Regions from separate parts of the Cyprinus carpio genome. Here region 2 is linked to region 1. Evidence: chromatin contacts called from public Hi-C data. All regions are on one chromosome and are shown on one strand. The core of a region is the stretch at or near the end of the contact, and the rest is flanking DNA. Distances in the headings are between cores, read along the strand shown. Region 1 holds the start of spg7 (paraplegin). Region 2 overlaps ankrd11 (ankyrin repeat domain-containing protein 11).

Region 1 (2,700 bases), core at 3-2,502:
TCAGAAAATACCTTCATCCTCCTCTGGGGTCTTCCCTTTTTCACCTTCTTTCTTTTCATGTCTTCGGTTGGATGTGCTGAAATAGTGAGTAGTGCCTGACAGATGTGGAAACATATTTGCATTATGCCATGCAACATAATTCAGAAAAAGCATTAAGATTCAAAAATCAAAAGTTCTGCATCACAACTCTGTCCAGCCAAAACAAAAAACTTAATTACTTACTAAATTTCAAACTTACCTAATAGTTTCCAAAGTTTCACAGGATTTGTGACCAATTTGTGGCGACAGTGGAACTCAAGTCCAATAAGCCTCGGGATTAAAGGCCTTGTCAAAATGTTCTGTGAAACAATGGCAACCTGGTCAATCACAGTCATGCTCATGCATAATCATAGAGATTTTAGCTATTATGATGATTCATCTGCTCTGTTTTCTCAAGAAAAAAAATAACAAATTATACCAAAAAATATACCAAAAGACTAAATAAATATATCAAAGATAATGGACTAATTTATTGCACATTATGTGCAAGCTGCCCCACATATACTTAACATTACTGTTCATAGGATAGCATAAATTCGTAGCATACATAGTTTACATAATGCTTGGTCGACGTTTGAATAACCCACCTGAACATGTCCTGATTTTAGACCTCGTTTGTTAGGAGTCACTAAAGGCAAGTATGAAGTCACACTGCTCTCCAGGAGTTTTTTGTAGGTTTGAAAACAGCTGAAACGAGAATATAGCGACCAAACCCGTTTGTCGCAACATTTGCTTCCACGCTGCAAAAGTAGCGCTGCCATGCTTAATGCTGGTTTATCGCGTCGCTTGGATCATAAACATACTAAACCAAAACAAATGGCAGTCTTTAATGTGACCTCCCTAAGAGGTGCTATCATGCATCTGTCATTGTGATCCTGCAGGTCTTATCCAACACAGCCAAATATAGCTGCTGAGCGCGTCTCCTGTTCGAATATATCACACATATACAGAACAAATACAATGCTTTAATACAAAACGGTCTTCAATTATACAATTACAAAGCTGTACTGACTACTAAAGCCGTGAACTTTAATGACGTTTACCGTGCGGGCTTGAAAAACATGTCTGTTCAACTTTCACCTTCGGAATCAGCCAATCAAAACGGAAACAGCTCGAGCACCGGCTGACGGGAAATGTAGTTCTCCTTGCATGTTTACGAAACCAAAAAACTACAAACAGTTCTAGTTGCGCATGCGCAAAGACAGCGACTGTAATCTGATATTTAAAATTTAGTTATAGTGGAAAAATAAATATAATATAGTTATAGCGCAGAAATATAGGCAAGATAAATCATTAGTATTTAGTTTTATTGGAATAATATATATATATAGTCATGTTTATTGTTTTTTAGGATTTGTATGTTTTAAAATTAGTTATTATTTAGATATATATATAGTTACGGTCTCATAGGCAAGATAAATCATTAGTCATTATTAAGATATATATATAGTCATGTTGATAGTCATGTCGCACTAGTCAGCTTTTTTTTTATGTTAGGATACGAAGTGAGGGCAGAACACCTGAGTGTAATAAGATGGTCGAGAATAGAGGATATATCTCAGACAGCTAGTTTAAGATATTTTCAATAGAGGGAGCCATTGCGTTATTCTGATCGCAAGAAATCGGTGTCAGTCCTGAGGCTTGTGACGTCAAATTCTGATCGCAAGAAATCGGTGTCAGTCCTGAGGCTTGTGACGTCAAATCGAAATTAAAACAAAAACAAACCCATCTACTATACATTTACCAGACAACAGTCAAAGAAAGCAAATCGTGCTGTGGCTGATGATATCGCAATCCGTCACCGACAAACAGTTTATACTATTTATAAAGTATGCTGTAGATAGAAATAAACTGGTGTTTCAGATCAGTCTCAATTAAAACGGGATAAGGAAAAACAATTCCGGTAGAACTGTTCACTCGTTACTTAAAAAAAAGCAAACAACTTTACTACACAAGTTATACCCAAGCAGGCTCTCCATTTTCCTCTCACTCAAATGGAGCTCGCAAAAACATGCCACTGTCTCCGCCATTACGGCTCGAGGTCGCCAAAGAAAACCGGAAGCGTCCCTGGCAAGAACCACAATGGCGCCAGTTTCGCCGTTGCAACGGGGAACAAACAGTGACCGCCCATACGCGTCAGCCTATCACAGTCCGCGTATCAACGCCTCGCGTCCGCTCTTCGTCAGCGCGAGTCAAAGGCCGATCGAGACTGTTCGGAAGGAGTCGGACGGAGAGGATTAACTTAAAGCGGAATTTTATTTTACACCTGAAATCAAGCCAAATCAGCAAACTTAACGTCACTGAGACCCGTGGACTTTTAAAGGGGCGGATGGAGAGTTTATAATCCCTTCTCTTACCAGTTTATCGGAGCCCTGAGAGATTTTAATCATCGCATTTTTGGAGGAGGTTATCAGTGATTAGCTTAGCACGCTGGCGCGAGCGCGGACTGCGATGAGCGTCGCGCGCCTCGGATGTTCCCGCATCGGAGCTCGCTGAAGCAGAAGGCCTCAAATGGGAAAAACAAGCATCGGGAGGGAATACCAAGTATAATTTTGTAGATGTAGCTCACGTTTTGAAGAAGGTAAGCAATTTGAAACGTCCCTTTACTCTTTTGAAAGCCATTTCGTGTCGGGAAACCTCTGTACGTCCTCTCCGCCGTCG
Region 2 (2,700 bases), core at 102-2,601, 120 kb after region 1:
GGTTTTCGGCAATGATACAAGTCAGTTAAACCTGTAAGAAACATTCAATTTAAGTGTTTTATGTTGGTGATTTGTGCTCCTAGTATATCTGCTTTTGTGCACATGGTCTGTTTAGGGCCCTATGAAATCAGTTTAATTTTGTCCCAAATTCCTAGTATATCTGCTTTTTTAAATACTAATGGTTTGGAGTGTCCCAAATTCCGTTTTTTTTTTTTTCCTGGATTCTATTTTTTGTCCATTTAACATTTTCTGACTCCTTTTAAATGGTTCAATTTTATTTTATTAATCAAAAATAATTTCTCATTAATTAAAATCATGAAACTTAAACAATTTCACAATCCATTTTTTTTTTTTTTTTTCTCAATCAGTATTTTACAAAAAAATAATGTTTTTGGTTGTGCAAGGTTGCCGTGAACACCTTCCTACAGTTCTGTGTGTATATGATATGATGCTAGTTTTTACTCAAATGAAATGGTAAAATGCTCAGGAAGTGACTTTCAGAGCAGTTCTATTAGTGCAGTTATTTGTTTTTTTGGTTTGTTTGTATTTTTTAATCATGTGTAGTCCGTTTGTGTTTTTGATTGTTGAGTGGTTGGGTACATTAAACGTAAGTGTTTACAGGTGTTAGCAAAAATTCATCAGCCCAAAACCGTAAAGAATAATTCCTGGAAAGATCTTTGTTGCTGGAAGCATTTGTGTCTGGCGTCCTCTCCCTATAAATTATGCTTGTGGCCTTAAGCAAATCACTATGTTGGGAACAACAAGCTGGCTTGTAGATCTTCCATAGATTAGACAAGAGCAGAAATCTAGATGACAGGATTGTTGTACCTCGTTGGATTTTTATTGGTGTTAATGGCACAGGAATGCCTGTGTGACATTTGGGTATGTTTGTGCAGTTTGAGGCTTGGGGATGTCGCAGTGGAAACTGGCAAACACAAAGATGGCTCTCCCGCTGTAAGTCGATAGTTCGGGTGAGACGGCTGTAAAGAACCGGACGGCCGCATTGTAAGGCAGATATGTTGACACTGACATACTGAGAATAATTGATGGGTGTTTCTGTGAAGAACAGCTGCTTTTGTTCAAACGCAGCGTTGACCTTGCCTCAGCCACATTGAAATGTGAACACCGGCCATTTTGTAATCGGTGACAGGCTGCCAAGTCATAGCCTTAAAGAAACACACACACACACACACACACACACACATGCTAGAATGGCATCGGAGGACCCCTCCCTCCCCATGAGGCTTTTGGGTAATCTCACACCATGGCTGCTGCCACCAGCAGACTTTCACATGGGCCAAGCGGCTGGGAATTTACCCAAGGCTTCACTTGACCTTTGGGCTTCTAAGGATGGCATGTTCGAGGATATTGTGTCTTTTCACAAGTGTGTATAACGCTGGTTTGTGGGTTAATATGCCCCTTTTTCTCCTCAACAGAAAAACAAGGTCCAGAGCGGAAGCGAATTAAAAAAGAGCCCACTAACACCAGGAAGTCAGGCCTGCCATTTGGGATGGGCATGCCAGGGATCCGGGCTGGGTACCCCCTCTCAGAGCGGCAGCAGGTGGCTCTTCTCATGCAGATGACGGCGGAGGAGTCCGTAAACAGTCCAGGTGCGTGTTTGTCATGGGCGCCACGTCTCGGGGGCTGTGAGCGGGCCCAATGGCTTCAGTAGCTTCCACTGTCCCTGCTGCACTTTCACGCTATTCTTCATTTAAACACACACCACAGCACTTAATTAGAATTCAATTAAACAAGATAACCCTCATCAATTTCCATTACTTCAGTGGAATGAACCTCTGCAATCTTAATCCACTGTTGTTCATCAGCCCTCCAGGACTGTTGATAGAGCAACAAGGGACTTGGTTGTACTGTCTCGATATGAATTGTTCAGATTTGATTGAATTGGCTAGGGTGGTTATGCATTCTAATGTTGGAGCTTGAGAAAAATAAAACCCTGGATTGATTGCGTTGCATTTATTTCAAACGTCTGTTGTCAGTTTGTTTTCTAAGATAGACTAATGGTATTCCATAAAGTTTAAGTATGCATGTCTATTAGATTACAAAACTTTAGCTCTTCCTCTTCAAATAGTTCACCAGATTTATTTTTCCAAAACAAAAGCCTACAGGAAATACCCCTAACCCCACCCCTGCAGAGCACTTTTGCATGCCAGCTATTGTTGTGCATACTCTTTATGTTGTTCTGAATGTAAGTGTCTGAAAATAGAAACTTAGTGTAGCTATATGTAGTAGCTCTGTCTTCCCTGGGGTCATTAATAAATTACCTTGTTTACAAACTGAATAGTTCCTCAGTGTGCTTTAATTTTGTTATTGACAATATCATCCAAATCTGAGATGTGAAATTCTGTTGAAATTGCATACTTTAGTCAAAAGGTGTAACGCAGGCAGGAGGTGTCATTTGGCATGTTTGTTGTACAAGACTGCCACCTTGAGGTCAGAGCAAACAAAAGCCAGTCAGTTGCTCAAATCAGTGGAACTTAACTTTTTTGACTCCAAGACCCTCTTGTGTTGAAGACAGTGTTTGAAGCCCCTACTCTGTGTAGGTTAATGTTTCCTCTTATATTTCAGTCGATGATTACAAAGCTAGGAACTCAAGAACTGGGTGTTTTTTTTTTTTTGGAACAATACCCTTTTTCAACAAGTTGACTTGTTTTTTTAGTTTTTCTTGATTACTGGATAAAG

The links. Hi-C and Micro-C count contacts between places; a contact is called where the count stands out from the background.
Region 2: a Hi-C map of skeletal muscle shows a contact between it and region 1, with 4 times the contacts expected there. The contact joins the enhancer-like site here to the promoter of spg7 in region 1. A contact is called at or near these places in 8 of 8 Hi-C or Micro-C datasets (liver, red blood cells and skeletal muscle).

The regions. Positions count from the first base shown.
Region 1 is chrB7:36,728,199-36,730,898 of ASM1834038v1, forward strand. It overlaps spg7 (paraplegin), which reads right to left and starts at 1,253. Exons shown (of 18, transcript XM_042728494.1): 1 at 1,083-1,253; 2 at 627-962; 3 at 239-338; 4 at 12-95. The coding sequence starts at 800. ankrd11 (ankyrin repeat domain-containing protein 11) reads left to right here and starts at 1,901. Exons shown (of 13, transcript XM_042728495.1): 1 at 1,901-2,620.
Region 2 is chrB7:36,848,175-36,850,874 of ASM1834038v1, forward strand. ankrd11 (ankyrin repeat domain-containing protein 11) reads left to right here. Exons shown (of 13, transcript XM_042728495.1): 5 at 1,437-1,610. Among protein-coding and RNA genes, the nearest start is that of slc22a31, 19 kb to the right of the region's middle. Within about 2 kb of position 1,352, at least 1 of the 8 cell types and tissues checked has an H3K27ac peak or open chromatin away from gene starts, as enhancers often do. A contact at or near this core is called in skeletal muscle, where this site is marked.